6 separate regions of the Mus musculus genome follow, and all the other regions are linked to region 3. The links are chromatin contacts, called in public HiCAR-type, HiChIP or PLAC-seq and promoter capture Hi-C maps. All regions are on one chromosome and are shown on one strand. The core of a region is the stretch at or near the end of the contact, and the rest is flanking DNA. Distances in the headings are between cores, read along the strand shown. Region 1 overlaps Fto (fat mass and obesity associated). Region 2 overlaps Fto (fat mass and obesity associated). Region 3 holds the start of Crnde (colorectal neoplasia differentially expressed (non-protein coding)). Region 4 overlaps Fto (fat mass and obesity associated). Region 5 has its middle 36 kb from the start of Gm36325. Region 6 overlaps Irx3os (a long non-coding RNA gene).

Region 1 (3,551 bases), core at 325-2,824, 840 kb before region 3:
GACTCTGTAGCTTACTAATAGGATGGAATTTGACAAATCACTAAACCTGTAAGTGAAAGCACTGTAAATACCTTCCTCTTACAGACTTAGCAGAATTCAATGATGCAGAGCTCATGAGCAGGCCTGGTATGCAGAACGCGCCAGGCGATGTGCCTCTTACATCATCGTCACCACTATTTAGCACTCGCACCAGGAGATACTGGGTCATCTATTACACGTGTGCTGTGAATACAGAACACGAGGCACCGGGGAGCAACAGGAAGTGTGGGCTCCTCTTCACTTCCAACCTGACTGGATTTGGAGTTACCTGAGAGACTCACCTCTGGGTGAGAGAGGGTTACTTGAGTAGGGAAGACACCTTGATTCTGAGTGTACTATCACTCCACAAGTCCCACCCAAATAACAAGGAACAAAAGGAAGCTAGCTGAGTCCAGGCATTTGTCTGTCTCTGCTTCCTGACTGTGGAGGCAGCGTGACCAGCCATTTTATCCTTCCCCACCTTAATAGACTGTGTCTCCTGAGGCAGTAAGACAAAATAAATCTTACCTCCTTAAGTTGCTTTTCATCAGGCATTTGGACATAGCAACAGGACAAGTCACTAACCCAGGAAAGGTATCTGTTTTAATACCTGTAACTGGCCAACACACCTTGTTTCTCTACATCTCAACAGCAGAGTTTTGGTGAAAACCATAGCTACACATGAATCCTCTCAGATCCCTGAGGTAAAGACGATAACTACTTGTATTTTCAGGTGGGTAAACTAAGACCAGAGAGAAGCCACTTGCCTATGGCCAGCTTGGCCACCATAGGGCATCTACCCTATGGGGCTCTTGCCCTTCTTCCCCATCCTGAAGTCCCAGTGCAGGGAGATCTGAATCCTCATCACCGACACTGTCCATTTCTTCAGCAGCCTTCCCAGCTTTGCTTGTGTTTGAGCACTACAGTGACCAGATGCATGCTCAGATATAGAAGCATTTAAAATGCAGAATCATATGCATGCATGCGTGTCTGTCTGTCTGTCTGAGTGTACGCGAGTGTGTGTGTGTGTGTGTGTGTGTGTGTGTGTGTGTGTGTGTGTGTGTGTGTGTGTGGTGTCCCATAAGCACTTTGAACTGCAAGTCTCTAAAACTGAACTCTACTATAGTTTTGTGGAGTAATTTACTCTCATCTCTGTGCCTCAGTTTCCACATTTAACACAGAGATTGTTCTCATGGTGAGAGCTGCATTAAATGAAGTAGCATGGGTGACATGCCCTTGGCCTGGTGGAAGGATGCACTTGGTAACTGTGGGTCTCGCCCCTAGTGTCACTGCGGGGCCATTTCTCCAAGCCTGAGGGCAGCAAGAAGGCCTCTGGCTTCCCTGTCCCAGGCCGTTAAACTTTCCACGGGGGCTTTGGCTTGGATGTCACCGAGAGAATGGGTGAGTGGAAGGGGGAGGGGTGGCTAGATACAAAGAGTGAGTTATAACAAAGAGCCTTTTCTGCTTCGGCTCTTGTGTAGAAAACATATGTTCAGTGGTGCGGGCAGCAGTTGGGTTAAGGACACACTGTAGGGCTGCAGACAAAGGGCCGGCGCTCTGCCTGCATTCACAGAGCATCTGAACATATTCACTTGTCTTACTTGTTAGGGACTGAGCTGTCAGCTGGATCCTCTTGCAAGTGTGATTTCTTTTTCCCATTCCCTTTCAAAAGTCTCCTCCTCCTCTCTCCCCCCAATGTTTTACACTTCATATAATCCAGTGTGCATGACAGACCACTTCAGTCTTTGTGCTACTGATGTTACGGGAAAGGCGGGAGCCAACCTGGTGGAGCGCTTGGGTAACTTTCACATGCCCGGGGAGTGGCGAATGCTCAGCCACCTTTAGGCCGGATGTGGTCCTGTCCAGCTCCTTAGTGTTTGTTGTAGTCACCCGCTGCTTCACCCTCAGCTAGGCTGTGAGCAGATTGGCATAGCAACATTCTTACAGGTAGAGGCTGGAGATCAGGGGCATGTGTGTCCTGGTGGGGCTGGGGGGCTTCTTGCTTTCATATATAGAGTGAATAGCTTTCCGTGAAAAGATAAATGACAAGGCCAGGCACCTCCACAGTAACTGGAGAGAAGTCAGCTACCATTCCAGTATTCGTGATGGGAACTATACAGGAATGCCTGTGCTTACCTAGATCCACTGATGCTCTGTGCTGGACATTAACCCCTTTGCTTTCTGTGTTGAAAGATCTGCCACTCTGGTGGGTTTATTTCCACATGGATTAGACGTAACGCTCTTATTTGTAGTATATCAGGGATACTGTTGCAGTTCCAGTGTACTGAGATTTACGAATTAGGGTGCTGCTCATTGAGCCATTAAATGTCTCTCCATCGTTTTATTTTACCCTTAAGAGGCCAGGTGAAAGTTGACCAAGAGAGAATAAAATTATCATCATACTTTATAGAACTTACTAAAAAAATCAGCAAAATAAAATGGTTCTATAATAGTGAGTGAGACTACTTCTTTCTGAGAAGACATCTTGGTATATGCTTTTTTTTTTTTAACCATATTCTTTACTCTATTTCCACACTACTGACTCGTCTTGCTCTCCCTGGCCTTGTTTACTGGTTAAGTTGTTTGTTCTGGAAAACACCAGCATAATTCCAGCAAAGAAAAGCCACAGAGAGGCAGTAGTTTCCTCTGGCTTAAAGCTCTAAACAGGTTGGGAGCTCAGTTTGGTGGTGAAGGTGATTACAGCCCTGCTAATAAATAGGCAGTCCGACTCTGTGTTGTCTTCCAGGGTAGGGATAATTACAGCATTTAAAATACCGCGGACAAGAGGTGCCATGTAAATATTTTCTAGCAGAAAGTGTCAACAAAGTCATCACTACCAACACATGTGTGTCAGAGCTGACAGAAGCAACATCGTCATCTTGAGAGTCTCCTTTGAAACTCCCTGGAAGAAATGGCTGTGGAGATGTGTGCACAGGCTGTAGAGAGTAGCAGGCAAAGCTGGGGTAGAGTTGCTCGTGGGCGTGCAGCACCTTCTTCCCTTGCAGTGAGTTAGTACTCATTCCCTTGTTGAGGGGTCACATCTCAGAGTGATGGAGAAGGAGGAAGAGTCGTGCAAGTGTGTCTGGGACGCCCTCCTCCTGGGGAGCTGCAGTTTGCTCTTGTTTCCAGTGGCTCCGGGGCTGCTTGGGGAGAATAATTAAGCTGTGTCTTTCACCTCGCTATGAATCAACTTTATTAGGTAGCCAGCACTAACAGTGATGAAGGGTAGGCTCCTGACACAGGCGAATCTTTTAGGCTGCTTAGAAAACAGGGGGAAAAAAAGAAAAAGAACAATGATTTTGTAAACTCCATTAAGGTTTAAAAAAAAAAAAAACAAACCAGTCAGTCAGCATGCAGAGGCTAGCCATCAAATCCCATTCCATCATAAGAAGCCCGTTGTTTCTGTGGCCGTAGTTAACGTTCTGTATGTGAAAGATTTAAGGCTAGCTGGGAAGCCCAGCCTCTGTTCTATTAGGCTGCTATTGAAAAGCCAGCAGAGGAACTTGGACTGGGTGCTCTGAGGTTTCTTAATG
Region 2 (3,605 bases), core at 447-2,946, 740 kb before region 3:
GGCATCATTTCCTACCCCCTTTTAATTACTCCTGACACTGTGGAGAAACATCTAATATAAATCTGTAATGCGCGCTGATGACAAACTACACGGTTGAAGGGCCATGTAATTTCTCCACAATTAATTAAAGTGCATGGAGATTCCCCCCCTCTTTCTTTCTTTTCTTCCCCCCCCCCCCAGCAGCCAGATGCCACTGACTGGCTCAAATAACACTGCTGTCAACTGTAAAAAATTAAGATCCAAACCGTAAGAAAGGTTCTTCGATAAAGAAACCAGATGCCAGGTTATTTGTGATACCACCGCATACATCTTGATGTAGGCCACTATTGTTCAGCATCTGTACCTCACAGCCTTAATTACGCACTTAACGCAGCGAGGCTGTCAGCAGTTTATTTCCACAAGCACCGGCACTTTGGTAAATCCTTTTATTAAAAAATTGAATGGTGCCAATCAGCCAAGGGAAGAGAGGCAGAGAGACATCGGAAGCCCTTGCACGCAGGGCAGGGGCTTCCTGTTTATGCCGGCGCAGCCTGGTGTTTATGGCACATGTGTGTGGTCACTCACAGAGGAGAAAACGCTCTGCTACCAGTTTGGGCTGATCTGCCACCTGGAATTGATCAAAAGCAAATTAATTTTCATTTCCAATTAGGAATACAATTAAGTCCAAAGTGGTAGGGGGCGGGGGGCGAAGCGTAATGTTTACATACCGCTCCTGTGCTGGGAGGGCTGGAGGAAATACTTGTCTTCATATCTTTCTGTGTAATTCATTAGTGTTAAAGTGGCTACTGCAGTTTACCATCCTGGAGTGACCGCTCTTCCCCTCCCTTCCAGCCTAGGAGAGGAGAAGGGGAGGGCAAGTCGGGCCTGAGCTCCTAGCCAAGCATTCATGAGCTCTGCCCTGCCATTCTAAAGGCTTTTCCGGATGGGACCGACCTGGGATGATGGTGTGAGTGTTGTAATGAAGAGCCCACATTAGGAATCAGATTTAGCCTTCAGTCTGCTGCTTTTCCTGGGTCAAAAAGCCTTACCTGGTCAATGAGCCCTGCTTTCCTGTCTGGCCGAGATCAGGGATACTGAGCGGTTGTGTGACAGTCTGTGGTGACTGACGGACATGGGATTCCAGCTCCCTCCTTTTGCAAACCGCTGCCTTTTACTGGAGTCCAGGACCAGTTAGCCCAGTTTGTGTAGTGTCAAGGGTGGTAAGTACAGTGAGTATTGACCCAGATTTTAAGGAAAGTCGATTGTTTGTCAATTTTGAGTCTAAGAACACTTCTGAGTCTAAGATAGTCTCAGAAGTGACATGGTGGCCTGGCCTCTTGGTATCTGTCACTCCACTAGAGCAGACTTAAGCATGCTAGCTATCATACTGAGAATGTCCCTACCACCCATCTTACAGAGCGGTCGCTTTGGGAAAGCAGAGCGGATGATAAGCATTCCATCGTATGAATAACAATGATGATAACCTCCCATAATAGCTTACATCTTCCTAGAGTCCTGAAGGCGATGGATGGAAAAGAGAGGCCTCTGGGTCAGAGGAATAGCTGCTTCAATTGAAGACTATCCAGTCGTGTGGAGGCCCCAGTCTCCACTGCTCCAGGCCGTATTTTACCTCAGACAGCCCCACCTCCCTTTTCCCCTGCAAGGGGCTTACATTTCCTCCCTGCATGGTATCTGTGCTTTAAAAGAAGGTTTTATTACTTGTGCTGCAATGGAATTTCTCTTTACTAGACAGCTGGCCTGACCGCAGCCTGGAACCACAGTGGCGCTGTTAACACGCCGGGGTCAGCTTTCCCCTTTAAAGCCATTCTTTTTCTTTTCTTTATTTTCTTAAAGGGGGAGACGAGTAAGCACCAACAAATCAGCACAACGATTAACTTTCTGATTGATTTGCCACAGAGAGCAAAAAACGTTAATGGGAAGGGACAGGGAAACCAGAGCAGACGGCACGAGAGCGTTCTCGTCCTAAGCTTCCAGCCCAAGTCTCACCACAAACACTCGCTTCTCTGAAGGTAGACATCTTCAGTTGCCCGATTGCATAATAGGAACGGCATTTTCTTTTTCGCCTAAAAAAAAAACTAAAAAGTGTTACCCATAATGTTGACGTGAAGTTTTTGGTGCTGTGGTTTCCAGATGTCCCCCTCTCAATAGTGTCTTCTCAATGGCTGACAAAGGCCTCCATTTCTTCACCCCATTGGGAAAAATCGGTGTTGGTGAAGGGAAGCTCCTTTGGGGGTTTAGGAGCAGGCAGGTAACACCATCTTTTGTTTGTTTGTTTGTTTGTTTGTTCTTGAGACAGGGTTTCTCTGTGTAGTAGCTCTAGCTGTCCTGGAACTCACTTTGTAGACCAGGTTGGCCTCCAACTCAGAAATCCGCCTGCCTCTGCCTCCCTAGTGCTGGGATTAAAGGCATGCACCACCACCGCCCGGCTCAGGTAACGCCATCTTGAAGTGACACCGAGAGGAATTAGCTGTTGCCTGGACTCTTAATGGCTGCATTGCCAGCATTCTGTCAATACAAATGGCTTTCTAAACATGTTAGGGTTTGAAGTCTCTAAGGATTTGACACTGGCTCCAACAGTTCAGGCTCTTGTCCTGGCTAGGCATTGGTCACCCTTTGCGGGACCCTTGTGGGCCAGGTGATCCAAATCCAGTTGGTCCCAGCGCTCCTTCTTCTCTGCCCTGGGCTTCTGAAGAACTTTTTTCTGAGACAAAGTTCTTGGCTTTCCCTTCGATTACATCACTTGGACATTCCAGAGTGCCCACGATCTCAAAAGCAGAGCTGGTGTTTGAATCACCTAGCATGTATCGATACATCATTTTATTTAACACGGTGTTTTAAAATTGTATTTAAAAGTCAGCTTCTTTCATCTCGTGTGCCCTTGGCTGGGAAACAGAGAAAGTCTCTTTTAAGAGGTGTTTTACATTTTATGGCTACTGAGAGAGAACACAGTTCTTTAATAGGTAGTATGTAAGAGCTCCACGTTACAGGCTTTCGGAGCGTAGAAGCTCTGGAGCAAGGCTAGTTGATAACATCTCTGAAGGGCAAAGGAGAGACTGTAAACCCCTGAGGTTTAGATGCCCTACCAGCATGCCCTAAGCCGGAGCTTTCCTCAGACCGTCTCATTCTCAGCTTGAGTCCGATGAGAGCTGTGCAGGATGGATCCCCTTGTCCTCTTCATGGTTATGGGCATGTAATATGTTCTTCATCGAGCCAGGCAATTGGCAGAGACGCCAGTGCATTTAAGACTCGAGTCTACTGGAAATGAGACTTGCACTCCTGCCAGAAATGGATGTCCACTACTATCACACATCTTGACTGTTTTTTTTTTTTATCCTGACTCTTAAAACAATAATATCAAACAACTCCAGGGGAAAAAAAGTTAAATGTTTCCATATGAAGAGCTGATTAAATTTGTATGGTTTTCTTTTCAGTAAAAATTGATACGTGATGAAACGCAATGCAGCTGCATGTCTGGCTGGGGCTGGTACTCCTGTGGCCTCTGATCTCTGCCAGGCTAAGGGCCAGGGCCTGACCATTGCCTTCCAGTAGCCTAGGTCTGATAGGCCCTCTCCTAAGGCACTGAGCACAGAGGCAGTGGTCCCCTG
Region 3 (3,355 bases), core at 383-2,882:
AGCCTTATCAATCATAATCCTTTAAGAACACTCGAAAACAGCCAAGCGATAGGACAGAAGCAATCTGTTGCCTTTCCTGATGCTGCTGCTGTGTCTCAGCCACAGAAATGACGAGATCTTTAAAATCCTGCGGGTCTACTTTTGTAAGTCTTTAAAGTTTTCACTGTAAACAACTATTACACTAAGCAAACAGGCGTCACCTCCTTTGCACTTGATAGAAACAATGACAGCCCTACTTGTCCAGAACTTGAAGAGCAAGCGCCATGCCAGATCTTGGCAGCACAATCGTAGGTCTTATTTTAAAGCTCGATGTTTTAAGAGCTAGGCATAACTAGATCCGTGCAGACACGACAAACCAATAAACCCTTGGCAAGTTTTTAAATGAAGCTTAACAAGCCAACATTAAAAACAGAGTAACCTAGCCCTAGTACATGTTTAGAAATATACAAATGCAGCAGTAAGGGGGAATAAACGAGTCTTGGTGATCTGGCATGAGGGTCCTACCTCTGCTGGTGTATAAAAAGCTTCAGCGACAAGAGACCCGGAACTACAGCTAACAAGTGAACAGTTTCCCAAATGGAAAAGCTGACGGAACAGAAAGGAAAAAAAAAAAAAGGTGTTTGTGTGGGGAGGAGTGTTGATTCTCCCCTAGTATCAAGATAAAAAGTTAAAACCTTGTGTTTGCCAGCAAGAATGTGTTTACCAAGCGAGAATATAAAAGCTTTCTTGTAAACATGGAGAAAAGGACGCCAGATGCTATCTGAGTTCCGTCTGCCTGCTAATGATCAGCTTTCGCCTTCCCTCTCTTATTAACGCGGTTCTGTATCAGACGCAGGCGGCTGAGGCCAGCAGAGCAGCAGAGCCATCAGTGTGCAAATAAAGCAGAAAATAGAGACATCCTTAAGAAATGAGCCTTAAATTTGATGTAGAGCGGAGGTGACAACCAGAGAAACAAAATCGCAAATTCTAAATGTTTCAATATCTTGCAGGACACTTTCTAGTCCTTCACACACACCAAAAAAAATAAAAAAAATAAAAAAAATAAAAAAAAAGAGAGAGAGAGAGAGAGAGAGAGCAGAAAAAATATAGAGTGGGGAGCAAGATGGGGAGGGGGAGACAGAAACAGTCAAGTCGCCCAAGTGGCAGGATTATGTAATGAGGATGTCTGCGTGACAGACTTGGGCTCTCGGTGGCACAAACCTCCTTGGCTCGCTTTCAGAAGTCTTCGTCCTGGACCAGAGCCGAGACACTGATGCCGGGGACACGCGTGGGCCAGGGAGACACGCCCACGCGCGCCTGCCCGCACTCAGACCGCGGGGCCCTGCTGCGTCCACCGCCATCGGCTTGGTGCGCGGCTCTGCGCGGGCCGCGGACGCTCCCTCGTGGCAGGCCGCGCCGACCGTTAGCCGGGCTGAGCGGGCGGAGCCGGGGGGCGGTGCGGACGCGGGAGGCGGGGACCCGCGCGTCGGGGCGGGGACGCTCCCTGAAGAGCTCCGGCCTACCCCGAACCCGGAATGGTCAGCCCGAGAGGCAGCCTCAGGCCGCCGCACGCTCTCCAGGGCTCCGGTTTCGCGTGCCGATCAGTCTAGCTCGCAGCCGCCCGCTTCAGCAGCCGACCGCTTCTGGTCTCCATGACAATACGCAGCCAAAGACCCTCCCAGCCACGCCCCCTGGCGCTGGAACTCCGAGGGAAGCGGATTACGTCATCCAGAGGAGGGGCTAATGGAGACCAACGCCCAATCAGAGGCGAAGCTGTGTAGGGGAAGGGCGGGGTAGGCCTAGAGGTTCTTGGAGAATGTAGTCCGCGGGGTCCAACCTCTCGGGGGCGGAACCTGTATCCTGAGTGCTAAGTGAGGGGGCAGTCTGCGCGCGTGCGTGAATGCGCGCCGCGGTGCGGGTCCCTGTGCGATCCGCGTGGGGTTAGTGTTTGCCACGGCCCCAACCGAGCAAACTGCTTGCTGGCTAGTGAGAATCATTACAGGAAACTTTGTGTATTGTTACGCTCCAGCCTGCGCGTGGCTGGGTTGTGAAAGGCCACAAAATGCTTGATGTGTGGTGTGTGCACTCTGCCGCCGGCGGTCCTGGTTTACCAGCGCCCCTGTCTGTCCCAAAGCTTCAGTGCGTTTGTAATTTGCGGCGGCGGGAGGTGGAGACCAGGGACTAGGGTCTGTTTTGCCTTCTCACTGTGTGGCCGTGGGGGGTTTGGGGAGGGGGTGTTCCGAGAACTCTGCCTGGGACTCTGTGGTGTGTGTTTGCCGGGCCAGCGCCTCGCTGAACAAACAGCGGTTGGGTTGGACACTGTTCACTGCCCAGTGTTTGCAGTGGAACTGGGGCGGGGGCGAGCGAGGGTGGAAGGCGACTTAGTGGAACAAAAGGGGCGAGACCCCACACCCTCCGGCTCCACAGACCTGACGGGGCAAGCTGCTCGTGGCTAGACATGAGAAGCAGGCATCGCTACTTGGGATGGCAAGGGGCCGGGGGCGTCTGGGGGACCGACTCGGGTAGAACAGCTTCTCCGTCGGGCACTTCTTGCCCACTGCCTTCCTCGTTCCAGAGAAAAGTCACACCCCCAGCCAGAGACCCCAGAGTCTCCTCTCTAGCCTCTTCTCGTCGTCTGCCAGGGATGGGTGGAAGGAAGGGCTAGCGGGGCCCCTTCTACTTAGGCCTGGCTCTTGCCCACCTGCTGCAGTTGCTGGCGCAGAAAGGCGGTCATCTCGGCCTCGCTGTGCCCTGAGCGCCGGCATCCATCGACTCTCCCTGGGATCTGAATTCCAGGTCTCCAGCTCAACCTAGAGACCTCCGGCAGGAGGGAGAAGCCACTGTGGAGCGTGGAGGGAGAAAAACCACCTCCCAGCCCAGCTCTCGGGAGAACAAGACGTCCGCCAACTTCGCTATTCGCACTGGCGAGGAGGGCGCAGAGCGTTCTCCCGAGCGCAGCCCGCTGCATCTTTCCCTTTGTGTTCCCGAACGGCCCGAGCCAAGACTAAGGCCAGTTGTACGTCGAGATTGCCGCTCCGCCCAGAGTTAGCAAAAGGAGAGCAAAGTTGGAAGCGATCGGCGCGCTTGGGATGTGATTGTCATCCTGGGGCCGGCGCTCGAGAGTCTGAGAAAGAGAGAAGGAGAGGAAGAGTCGGGAGGGAGGAGGGGGAGGCCGGGCAGAGGAGGAGAGGGGGGTGGCGGAGGAGAGGCGGGCGCTAGGGAGGGGCGAGGGGAGCGCCAGTGAGCGGGAGAGGAGCCGGGGAGGAACAGGGAGAGGGCGAGACGCGCCTGGCGGCCGGGTTGGCTGCCGCCGGCCAGAGGCTCCTGCCAGTCCCCCCACCGACTACACCCCGGGAAGGAGGAGCTTCGCGCGCAC
Region 4 (3,498 bases), core at 907-3,406, 910 kb before region 3:
CTAGGGAGGAGACAGGAGGCTCCCTGGGGCTTGCTGATGAGCCTCTCAAAGCAGTGAAGTCAGTCTCAAAAGACCAAGAACGCTGGAGGAGGTGTGCCAAGGTTGACCTCCAGTTTGCACACGAACATGCATGCTTGCCCAGCTTTGTCTCGTTCCTGTCTGTTTGCAAAGACCTAAGATCTGGTGGCTTTTTAGCTAGAAAGAACCAGGGCTGGAGATCAGTTTCTAGTAAGAATTACTTTCCTGGAAAGTTTGGTGTCTGTAGAGTTTCTGTATTGCAGGTACTAAGTGAGGTTCTGGGGAGATGTTGGAGAACAATAAATCTTATTCTTTGCCGCCTGGAACATGGCAGTATGAAATGGGATGTTATAAGCTCCCAGACTTCAGTTCATTGCATGTTGGTGTCGAGGCCCTTGCTTAATCTATTGCTAACTCTCTATTTCGTGAACTATTTCTAAGTCTTACTTTTTCTACCACTGAAATAAGCTCAATTTTGAAGGAGATTTTATATATTTATATGCCTGGAAAAACAGTATTAACTGGCACGACTACAGGTGTTTTATAAATATAAATATAGAGAAACTAAAAGAGTGTTAAGTACACACTACTTTTCTTTGCTGGGAGATCTTAGCATCTGGATCTTGTTCTTTGTTTAAACAAGAGACCAACAGTTTATATAAATACAATGCCAGTTATGTACACAGTGAATATATGCCAATACAATTTGTAGCAATAAGAAGGAAAGAAAAAAATACCATTATTACTCCTAATATCAGACATAAACTTTTATCATTTGATTAGCATAATGGATATTAAAATAAAACATCCTTAGTGAGATGAATATTGTTCACATTAGAAGAAGGCACAAGTGAGGCAGGCAGGCAGGCAGGCAGGCAGACAGACAGACAGACAGACAGACAGACACACTAATCACATTAACCCTGAGGGAGCACTAACTCTGCAGTAGGCCAGACTGAGGCTTTTGCCTTGGTGTTTACGAGTAGGTTGGAAATAACCACATGAAGCTATGTTTGTGGCTTCAGCTCAGTGTCTTGCTTCCATTTGCATCTTGCTTTATCTCATACACACCTGCTTCACATAGGCAACCTCAGACTCTATAAACAGCCTTCAGAGGAGGATGGCCATCCATATGGCGGCACAGAGACCAGAACGCCTGGGCCACTCTAACTGTGGTCCTATCAGCTGGCTCTCAGGATGCTGAAACCTCTGGAATGCCATCGACGTTAAGGTCATCCCTTCCCTTTATCACCCAATTTGATTTCAGGATCCAAATTTTTATTCTGAAGTCTCTATTCCTGTTATTGAATACCATTTGTCTAAAAAGATTATAACTTAAGTTTTCATGTTTTCCCAAGAAATTGGCTTGAATCCAAATAAAGGACTTCTCTTGGGATACTGTGTTGGTAGTAATAATTTGCATATGTGGAGTCCAGAAGAGCCAGGATGGTTTTCAAATACCTTCCTGTTTATCTGTATATGAAACCACCACTGGTTTGCAGTGTAAAAGCTCAGCGCTCTTTTGTGCATTTAGTAACATCCTCTATGATTTCTTCTGATTAAAAAGCAAAGTGTGGAGGCAGGAGAGCTAACTCAGTGGTTTATAAAGAATGTGCACTCCATTTGCAGAGACTGGGATTCCTGTTGGGCTGTTTAAGACCGCCTCCAACGCCAGGGCGTTTGATACCCTCTTCTGGTCTCTGCTGGCACCTGCACTCATATCTGTATACCTATACACAGACACACATGCATAATTAAAGAAGAAAAAGCAGCATATGTTCACTCTAGAGATAAATTATGTAGAGTATAAAAGGAAAGAACATAAAAACAAATTTCCTATGTGATTAATATATTCCTGCCCAGTCTCTTCTTATAATGGATATCTGCAATGGTAGTAATATTAATAACAAACACATTTATTAGGAATTAATGACAAGTGAAGAATTCTGAAAATTTGCTTGTAACCCCAAGAGGCAAATTTTTGCTATTGTAAAAGAAGAGGCCTAGTTAGCTCATCCGTGGTTACATAGCTAGTAAGAGTCAGGAGTTAGAACCTGACATTTGAGCCTACTCAGGTTTCAGCATTCCTACATCTGGGCCTTTCTCTGACCCCAGGTAACCCTGTGTCCCCTCCTCCCCCTGCTACTGCACTGCTGTGGGCTTCAGTACACTTCTTGCCACTAAGAGGCGTGGCTCTGCAAGGGAAGCCAAGCTGATGGCATTCTGTTTGAATTTACTTTGTTTTTCGGTTTTAAAGCGCTTTTGTTTTTGTTTTTAATTTAATAACTAGATAAATGTTGAAAGCATTTAATTAGGCACATTATTAAGACACTGAATTGATTACATTATCCTTCTGATGTAGTTGTTACAAGATATAGTTGTTACAAGGGAAGTAGGTGTTCGAACATTCAGTGAGTCTCTCGGTGCTAGAGGTGATAAACTCAAAACATTAGCACTTTCTACATTCTGCCTTCAGATGTAGATGACCTTATTGGTTTCCATGGTCCTGCTTCAGTCATAACAAGTGTACCCCAAAGTGTGCATTTAGCACGTATTTTTATGAAGATGCCATATTTGGTATTTTAAATGAATTTTGAGTACTCCTGTTATAAACTAAAATAAATTCCTATTTAAAAAAAAATCTCATAATTAAAAGCATATATATGTAAAAGCAACTGTTGTGTAGCTTTGCCCTTTCACATTAGTCTTTAAAAGTCCAAATAAGGAACCTTATGACCGCGCCTGTGCTGATAACCGAAGCCTGCACTTCACAGCGCTTACAAAAAGGAAACAGTTTAGCTCAATTTATAATAATATATTGGTCTGCAGAGGAAGTACAGACTGAACCCCACTGTCTCAAGTGAATACTCCAGGGGTGTCTGATGGGGAATGTGTCGGGTGCCTGTAATAACTCTGCTGCCGTGGGCGTGAGCGAGAGCCTGTTGGCAGTGCCTGAGGACACACTTCATGGCTTGTCATGGTTTTACTTTTAAATTGGAATCTTTGCCCTAATCTCAGAGTTAGACAAGACCAGATTTGCAAACAGATTTACAATTTTCACTAATTTTCCAACCAGGACTTCAAAACACACTTAGAGGAGGGAAGTGGGGGGGGGGCAACCAACCCACCATCACTCTGGTGTTTCTCAGGGCCGGGTGATTTACTCTGCGACAGCTGTTTTCCATAGACTGCTTGTAGCCAGGGAGTTAGAGACTTGGGAGTGCTTGGAGACAAACTGGCTTTGCTTTTTGTGGAGCAGATTATACAGTTCAAGGGACAGCAACTAAATTCTGTTCATTAACCAGGAGCTGGGCGTGGAGGTGGGATGTTTGGGAACAAAGGTGAATAAACACTGAGACCTCTGTTGGTCCCCTATCCCCTTTAATGCATCATCATGATGTCTTAAATGCCACTGGTCCTGGCTGGTCTCATGTCTTTTATGACTTAAGGCCAGCTGAACCTCACTTTAAAATGTCCACT
Region 5 (3,145 bases), core at 312-2,811, 680 kb before region 3:
CACTAGGCAGGCACTTGACCTTAGCTGTATCCCTACCCCTGTAGCTTCCTATACAACTTGACCTAGTGGCCTGGCAAGACCCCTACTGCACAGTGGCGAGATTGTTACATATGGAGTTCCACACAAAGCATTTCGGGGCCCTGTTATAAGCCCATGTGCAGTGGTACACTGCAAGCAACTTGACCAACCTCTCAGTTCCCTAGTTTCCTTCTACAAAATGGGGCTGCTCACAGCACCAACCAATGGCACAAAGTTGCTTGAGGGGAAAATCCACAAAAGTCAGCAAGATCCATGGCAACTGCCCGGGAGAGTTGACTGTTGCTATGGGACAGTACCCTGGCTCTTTGATGCTGAGTACTGTTGTTTCTTTGGTGCAGGGTGGTAGCTGAGGGGTACGACAGCTTCTGTGTGTGTGTGTGATTGTATAAAAGAAGGTGAGTTTTGGTCCCAGACAAAAGTCAAATATCCCAGCTGTCCTGCTATCTGAAAGCATCCCAGTTGCCTCCAGTCCTCTCAGAGCCAAGCCTTGGCCCTAGAGGAGAGACCAGATCTTCAGGGACCGTTCAAGGTATAGCAGACAAGTGAAGGGACTCTGGTTCTTTTCTTTATTCACAATATTTGCCTTGTGTGTATGAATGTTTCACTCACCTACATGTATGTATATTGTGTGCAAGTGTGTGTGTTGGATCCCTGGAAACTGGGGTTTTCAGTGGTTGCGAGCCATTGTGTGCATGCCTGGAATCAAACCTAAGTCCTGTGCTTTTAACTGCTGAGTCACCTCTCTAGCCCCAGGAGGCTGCTTCTTAAATATTCTAGAAGCCATCAAAAGTTGGTTTTAGCGTAAAGTAGATGGATGAACTCGCTCCCAAATTTAGAAAGAGTATTTTTTTTCCTGTAAGAGCAGAAGAAAAAGGTCACTTTTGCTCTGGCCTCTCTGGCTTCTCCTTCTGCAGTCTTCTCTGCCTCCCCTAACACTCCTCCGTCAGGTGCTCCCCTACTGCAAGGCTTGTGCTCCAGTCTTTGCGGGCTCTTGCTCCTCCCTGCCCGTGCCAACTGCTGGCCAGATCTGTCGGGTAGCACCTTAGCCCTTTCTTTCACTGCTTTCTTCACTGCCCTCTATACAATTGAAATTTAGGGTTCAACATTAGCCCCCAAATAACATTTGCAGTGGCAACTTTATTGGGACATTATTTATACATCAAAGCCAAAATAAGAGTTTTCAGATTGTCTTTAAATGTTGCCTCAAGATTTTTTTTTCTTGATTTGGTTTGCTTTTGTTTTTGTTTTCTGATTGTGTCCTGTGGCTTCTAGAGGGGCTGTCTTGATTCTCCATTGTGACATCTCTGGTCTCAGAAAGAGTCTCAGGACAGCCTGTGCCTGGCCACTTTAATTGGTCCTCTTTGACTTCTCCCTGTCTTTGTGACACAGTAGGTAATGACATACCTTAAAATCAAAGGAATCTCTAAGTTGCTGAAATAGAGCTTCCATCGTTCCTATAATCATGTATTCTAAAGAGTCTCAAGTCCGCCTTTCTGCCGGAGCGCTGACACAATATGCCTGAATTGACTACTTCCTGGGCTCTTTGTAGCGTTCGTCCAGTCACCAGAGTGCAGGCCTGGGATGCAGTGGGGAAGGAGGGTTGTCACAATTGTTAACTGCTACTGTTCTCTTTAGAATCTCCCCACTTCTTGCTTCTGGTTTTCAGGTGGCTGCTGGGGGGAGTTCTCTTCTTTTGAGAAGGTTAAAAACCATTGTACCGCAGTGTCTTTGAGAGCTGCCTTCAAAGCGAATGCAGAGTAAGTTCAGGGCTTGCTGACTGCCACTGGCAGTTTGCATTTAAGCAAGCATGACTTTGATTTAAGGATCCGACTCAATGGGTAATCTATCCACGGCAGGAGGTGATGTATACACACCGTTTCCACCAAACACGCCAAGTTCCTCCGCGATGTGTTTATTTCTGAGTAGTTATGTACTTAATAAATAACGCGTTTCAGTGGGCATTATTTTCATTTTGGTGTTTAATACCTCCGCAGTCTGTCTCGGATTCAGGGTTGAATGGCACCTCGTAAATTACAAGCCGATATTAGCCGCTCCCTCCTTGCATCTTAATTATTGGGTTGAAAAGAAAGAGCAGGCTTTTATAAGCATTCATATTTTCTGTTTACAAGGCTTTTACTGACGTCTAATAAATTTAATTACCTCTAATAAGAAGAGGAAATGAAGTTCTATTTAGCAAATTCATAGCTTTGAAACGCATCTTGTAGTTTTATGAGGACCACAAGCTCCAAGAAAGTGAGAGCTATTTAGGGGCTGCTGCCGGGTTCAGCTAACTGCAAAACTGGTCAATTATTTTTGTTTCCTTTTTATTGCCCAACCTCCGGGGTAAACTGGAGGCTACCCGAGAAGGCCGCCTCTCAGGAACTCTAAGCTTTGCATCCATACCCCACAGGGCTAGAGCACAGTCCTGGATTAAAGGGGCAATTTTCAAACATAATTTTGACTGTGTCTTGACCTATTTTCCTTTCGCCTGTGTTCTTCCTGTTATAGGCTCACTGGTTCTTCAGCAGTAGTCGGGTCAGGGTGGAGGAGGCCGAGGTCCTGGACTCACAGTGTGGCCAGGATGCAGAGGAAACCACCCTGTGCCACGCACGACTGCTTCCCAGAGGGCACCACAACAGAGCTGGACTGCTGGATTCTAGAGACTGTGTCTGGGGCTTCTACTAGGAAGCCTGAAGATGCTGGAAAGTTTGTTTCATAGGGCATCTGATAGTTCATTTGGATTTATTAGAGGTTTTAATGTCTTCCCAAACAGCACTTTTGCAGGCTTCTAGATGTCTTTTCTATTGTAGTGTCTCCTACACAGGAAAACACACAGGGACACATACTACCCAGGGAGGGTTCTCTCTTCAAAACTGAAAAATAGCCAGGAATTGTGGTACACACCTACAATCCCAGTACCGAAAAGGCCAAGCATGATCACAAATCCTATCCAGCCTGGGCTACCCAGAGAGTTCCAGGCCAGCCTGGGCTACCCAGAGAGTTCCAGGCCAGCCTGGGCTACCCAGAGTGTTCCAACCCAGCCTGGGCTACCCAGAGAGTTCCAACCCAGCCTGGGCTACCCAGAGTGTTCCAGCCCAGCCTGGGC
Region 6 (3,576 bases), core at 541-3,040, 530 kb before region 3:
GATGAACAAACCTGAATGGTCTAATCCAGAGTGGAATTGCCTGTCCCAGGTCTCATTCCGAATGTCTCCAGCATCATGATAGCTCTAACAAGGAGTATAAGAAAATTAGCTACCATTAGTAGGGACCTGTCATCTCAGCATCAAGGAGGTTGAGAAAGGAAAATCTCAAGTTCAAGGCCAGCCTGGGCTATATAGTGAGATCTTTACATGTACACTGAACACATATACACACACATGCACACAAGTGAGTTACCACTCTGTATCTTTTTTTTTTACCAATTTATTTAATCCTCAAAGCAACTTTATTAAATTGTTATTATTCCGATTCTCATTTGTAGGCAAGAAAATGGAGGTTCAGAGGTCAGGCGACTTGCCTAGGATCACACAGTTGCTAAGTGGCTCAGCTAGAATTTACTCACAGGACTGCATGGAAGGTGAACCTCTAAACCGCGGTGCTGTGGATTTTCTCTGAAGCTGTGAGTTTATCATGTTCGCAGAGCTGAGCTCTCTGTGTCTTTTCTCTTAATAATTACATAGTTGTGGATTGTTCCCTCTAGGTTAGGTCTGCTAGGTGGTAGAGGGGTAATAAGAAGCTCGGGAATATGTCCTTTCCCCTTGGAGAGCTCAGAGGGTGGTGAGAGACAACCGTTGAGCAAGTGAAGAGACCTCAGAGCTGATCCCCCACCTCCCCTGTCCTTAATTGTGTATATGCACAACATGTGTGTATATGCACATGTGTGTGTGTGTGTGTGTGTGTGTTCTTGTGGGGTTCAGCAGAGCTTCCAAAGGGAGACAAGGAACTTATTGTCCCAGGCAGGGGACAACTTTGTGAACTGAAAGGGGGGTCTGAGAGTGGTGTCCGAGTAGCTGGAAGACCTTCAGGAGAGCTGGGTTCAGAGGGGTGTGTGTAAAGAATAAACAATGGGGTTCAGGAATCCAGCGTGCCCTAAATGATGGCAGGGACTTGTGACATCAGGGGATCACTTTGAATCTGTGCTGTTCTTGCAGAAAGCTCTGGTTAGCAACTTTGTGAAGGAGATGTCATAGTACCCAGTTTTGCAGCTAAAGAAACAACGTCACAGGGAGAATAAAGTGGCTTGCTGGTGCTGCTGGATGAGAGATGTCAGGGCAGACAGTGGTTAATGGGGGCGTCCCAAATAGACTACTGGAGCTTACTCACACGTGTAGATACCCAGGCTGGGGGTGTCTCTAGTTGTTGAAGCTGTTGTGTTAGAACAATTGAGTTGTGAAAAAAAAGGTTATTGTTTTGTTCTCTTGGAATTTCAGGGTGCTGAGTTTCTTCCCAAAGCTTCAGGCAGGTCTGGTGACAGTGTCTAGAAATAGTAGGACAAAATGTCAGGGCAGCCAACAACTGAAGACAGTGTAGACATTCACTAAATCCACCAGAGTCTGGAGAAGGCCTTGCAGTTCCATCGGCTCATCCAAGCTTCTCCTGTGTTCTTGGCAGCCCTCCTTCACGTGCTGGCCTTTCCTTTGCCTCTTTTGAAAAACTGGTGCATGTGCATGCCCACATACACACACACACACACACACACACACACACACACACACACACACACACACACACACACACAGAGAGGCTGTGAGATTAAAGGCAGGTGGACAAAGGACGGAATGGAAAGCAGCTTAGAAGTCTTTTTGTCTGGAAGCTAGCCAGCACCTGTCCTCTTCTGTGTCATTGATCAAATTAAAGTCACCCGACTGGCTCTGACTGCAAAGGGATCTGGGAAAACAACTGTCCAGCTGATGCTGGGCTGAGGGCTAGACCCACAGCCTTGAAGAGCAAAGAGCTCCCAGGCAGTGCAAGTGGCAGGATGGTTGATGGGAAGGCTTCCATGGAGACCGCTATGGCATTCGGCAAGTCGGGGTATCAGCAACCTTACTAAGGGCTTGCATGGCTTCTCTTTCTCCTTGTCACATCTCTAAAAGAGACAGACCCAGAAAGAGACCTCCGCCTGGGTCCCTGCTCCTTACCTTGAGGTGATAGTTGCATGGCTGCTGCAGTCTCTAAGATGAAGGGAGACTCTATCTCTGATACCCATAGGTATAAATAATGCCATTCTCCATCTATGCCAGGCACCCTGAGCCTTCAGACTTGGACCTGAAGCCTCCTGAGGACTAAAACCACCCACCCACCGGTGATCTCCTGATGGATTGGCCAAGAGCCTGATTGCTCTCAACAGCTGGTCGTGAGCCTAGACAAGTCCTAGACCTTTAGTCAATAATCCCCATTACAGTAAGAAAAACTGTCCCCAAATAAGAGAGGAAGCAATAGGAGATTTATTGACTAAGAAAATAATTGAGGGCCAGAGAGATGGGTGGCTTGTCACCAAGCCTGATGGCTTGAGTTCTATTCCCAGGCCCACATAGTAGAGGGAGAGAACGGACTCACACAACTTTTCCTTGCAAGTCCGTACTCCAGATGTGACACACAATGCCTGTCCCCCATGACAGGCACATCTATACTCAGACACAAAAGAAGCAAATAAAGGCAAGAATTTTAAAAATAAGGCAAGGAACAGGGTGGTTTTTGAGCATGCTTTGATATCAGTCCCTGGGAGGCAGATGCAGCCAGTCTACAAAGCAAGTTCAAGGACAGCCAGAGTTACAGAGAGAAACCGTCTTGAAAACAGCAACAAACAACAATAACAAAATAAAAAATAATAAGAAAACTTAAGGAAAAAGAGAAAATGATTAAATTCCATGTGCCCCATATCCATGCCTTGTGCTAACTGAGGTCAGAAGATAGTGTCAAGCCTCCTGGAATTGATTGTAAGCCATCTTCTGGGTGATAGGAAACAAACCTAGGTTTTCTGAAAGGACAACAAGTGCCCTTTAACCTCTGAGCCATCTCCCCAGCTACAAAAATGATCCAAGTCTTTTCTGAGGTACAGTGGGGCTTTTGTAGCTATGGTGGGTTCAGATGGCTCAGAACCAGCAATATCTGAAAACCCGTTTCATCCTTGCTGAATATGTTGGGTAGTCTTTCTCCTCTCAGTATTCTGTGCACAACACAGCAGCACACTGTGTGTTCCCTAGCATTTACAGACTGCAAGGTGCTAAGATCATATCTAGGGACAACTTAGTGTCTATAGGAGGACAGTCATGGGTTGCAGGCAAATGCTGTATCACTTTATTCTAAGAGACGGAACCAGTCATGGATTTTGATATGTGGGGATGGTGGGCTCTGGATTCCTCATTAGGGGAATCTGTGTGTATTATGTACACGTATTAGGATTCGTAGAGATGACTGTGTTTGTGTACGTAATGTTTTTGAAGCAGCACATTTAAGCCATTCCACACAGAGGAAGTCTACGGCATCCACGCAAACGCATGCAGCGAGCGTCAGGCTGGGTACCTGGCTGCATCCCCCAGCCTGGAGATGCAGAAGACTCCTATTAATATCTGAAATTCATGCATACAGCTCTCTCTCAGCCTTGGACATTAACGGAGGCCAGCCAGGGAACAGCAAGCTACTGCAAACATGAAATCAGCTATCAAGTAGGGCAGAATCTAGGGAAATGTTTCCAATCTCCGCATCTTGGGAGTTGCCGA

Evidence for each region. Promoter capture Hi-C pulls out the DNA fragments that hold promoters and counts their contacts. HiCAR-type assays count read pairs that join an accessible place to other places. HiChIP or PLAC-seq counts read pairs in DNA pulled down with a chosen protein or histone mark.
Region 1: a promoter capture Hi-C map of maxillary cranial neural crest shows a contact between it and region 3, with 15 times the contacts expected there. The contact joins the enhancer-like site here to the promoter of Crnde in region 3. A contact is called at or near these places in 9 of 39 promoter capture datasets (the C10 cell line, the HPC-7 cell line, HPC-7-derived erythroid cells and 7 more), 1 of 15 datasets of contacts at CTCF or cohesin (large pre-B cells), 17 of 484 Hi-C or Micro-C datasets (the G1E-ER4 cell line, beige adipocytes, cerebral cortex and 11 more), 26 of 115 datasets of contacts at active chromatin or transcription factors (the 230-238 cell line, the NIH/3T3 cell line, acute myeloid leukemia and 18 more) and 3 of 9 other capture datasets (adipose tissue, embryonic stem cells and pancreatic islet).
Region 2: an H3K4me3 HiChIP or PLAC-seq map of neural tube shows a contact between it and region 3, with 9 times the contacts expected there. The contact joins the enhancer-like site here to the promoter of Crnde in region 3. A contact is called at or near these places in 11 of 39 promoter capture datasets (the 3T3-L1 cell line, cranial neural crest, embryonic stem cells and 5 more), 5 of 484 Hi-C or Micro-C datasets (cortical neurons, gonadal supporting cells, nephron progenitors and 1 more), 22 of 115 datasets of contacts at active chromatin or transcription factors (the NIH/3T3 cell line, cardiomyocytes, craniofacial prominence and 13 more) and 3 of 9 other capture datasets (adipose tissue, embryonic stem cells and liver).
Region 4: a HiCAR-type map of kidney shows a contact between it and region 3, with 4 times the contacts expected there. The contact joins the enhancer-like site here to the promoter of Crnde in region 3. A contact is called at or near these places in 1 of 39 promoter capture datasets (embryonic stem cells) and 12 of 115 datasets of contacts at active chromatin or transcription factors (the NIH/3T3 cell line, bone marrow-derived macrophages, craniofacial prominence and 7 more).
Region 5: an H3K4me3 HiChIP or PLAC-seq map of embryonic limb bud shows a contact between it and region 3, with 6 times the contacts expected there. The contact joins the enhancer-like site here to the promoter of Crnde in region 3. A contact is called at or near these places in 14 of 39 promoter capture datasets (the 3T3-L1 cell line, 3T3-L1-derived adipocytes, HPC-7-derived erythroid cells and 8 more), 20 of 115 datasets of contacts at active chromatin or transcription factors (the 230-238 cell line, astrocytes, craniofacial prominence and 10 more) and 1 of 9 other capture datasets (embryonic stem cells).
Region 6: an H3K4me3 HiChIP or PLAC-seq map of craniofacial prominence shows a contact between it and region 3, with 9 times the contacts expected there. The contact joins the enhancer-like site here to the promoter of Crnde in region 3. A contact is called at or near these places in 8 of 39 promoter capture datasets (the HPC-7 cell line, cranial neural crest, embryonic stem cells and 4 more), 1 of 484 Hi-C or Micro-C datasets (epiblasts) and 15 of 115 datasets of contacts at active chromatin or transcription factors (acute myeloid leukemia, craniofacial prominence, embryonic basal ganglia and 9 more).

The regions. Positions count from the first base shown.
Region 1 is chr8:91,513,482-91,517,032 of GRCm38.p6, forward strand. The region is part of intron 7 of Fto (fat mass and obesity associated); the gene reads left to right. Among named protein-coding and RNA genes, the nearest start is that of 4831440D22Rik, 47 kb to the left of the region's middle. Within about 2 kb of position 1,575, at least 13 of the 459 cell types and tissues checked have an H3K27ac peak or open chromatin away from gene starts, as enhancers often do. A contact at or near this core is called in neural stem cells and stem cell-derived motor neurons, where this site is marked.
Region 2 is chr8:91,612,120-91,615,724 of GRCm38.p6, forward strand. The region is part of intron 8 of Fto (fat mass and obesity associated); the gene reads left to right. Among named protein-coding and RNA genes, the nearest start is that of Gm36325, 100 kb to the right of the region's middle. Within about 2 kb of position 1,697, at least 17 of the 459 cell types and tissues checked have an H3K27ac peak or open chromatin away from gene starts, as enhancers often do. A contact at or near this core is called in embryonic limb bud, nephron progenitors and neural tube, where this site is marked.
Region 3 is chr8:92,354,488-92,357,842 of GRCm38.p6, forward strand. Crnde (colorectal neoplasia differentially expressed (non-protein coding)) reads right to left here and starts at 1,633. Exons shown (of 4, transcript NR_110452.1): 1 at 1,201-1,633. It overlaps Irx5 (Iroquois homeobox 5), which reads left to right and starts at 3,309. Exons shown (of 3, transcript NM_018826.2): 1 at 3,309-3,355.
Region 4 is chr8:91,441,970-91,445,467 of GRCm38.p6, forward strand. The region is part of intron 4 of Fto (fat mass and obesity associated); the gene reads left to right. Among named protein-coding and RNA genes, the nearest start is that of 4831440D22Rik, 24 kb to the right of the region's middle. Within about 2 kb of position 2,157, at least 40 of the 459 cell types and tissues checked have an H3K27ac peak or open chromatin away from gene starts, as enhancers often do. A contact at or near this core is called in craniofacial prominence, embryonic limb bud, kidney and 1 more, where this site is marked.
Region 5 is chr8:91,677,705-91,680,849 of GRCm38.p6, forward strand. No RefSeq gene overlaps it. Among named protein-coding and RNA genes, the nearest start is that of Gm36325, 36 kb to the right of the region's middle. Within about 2 kb of position 1,562, at least 3 of the 459 cell types and tissues checked have an H3K27ac peak or open chromatin away from gene starts, as enhancers often do. A contact at or near this core is called in embryonic limb bud, where this site is marked.
Region 6 is chr8:91,828,036-91,831,611 of GRCm38.p6, forward strand. The region is part of intron 3 of Irx3os (a long non-coding RNA gene); the gene reads left to right. It overlaps Gm39223 (a long non-coding RNA gene), which reads left to right. Exons shown (of 3, transcript XR_879089.3): 2 at 339-476; 3 at 2,098-2,602. Among named protein-coding and RNA genes, the nearest start is that of Gm39223, 14 kb to the left of the region's middle. Within about 2 kb of position 1,791, at least 2 of the 459 cell types and tissues checked have an H3K27ac peak or open chromatin away from gene starts, as enhancers often do.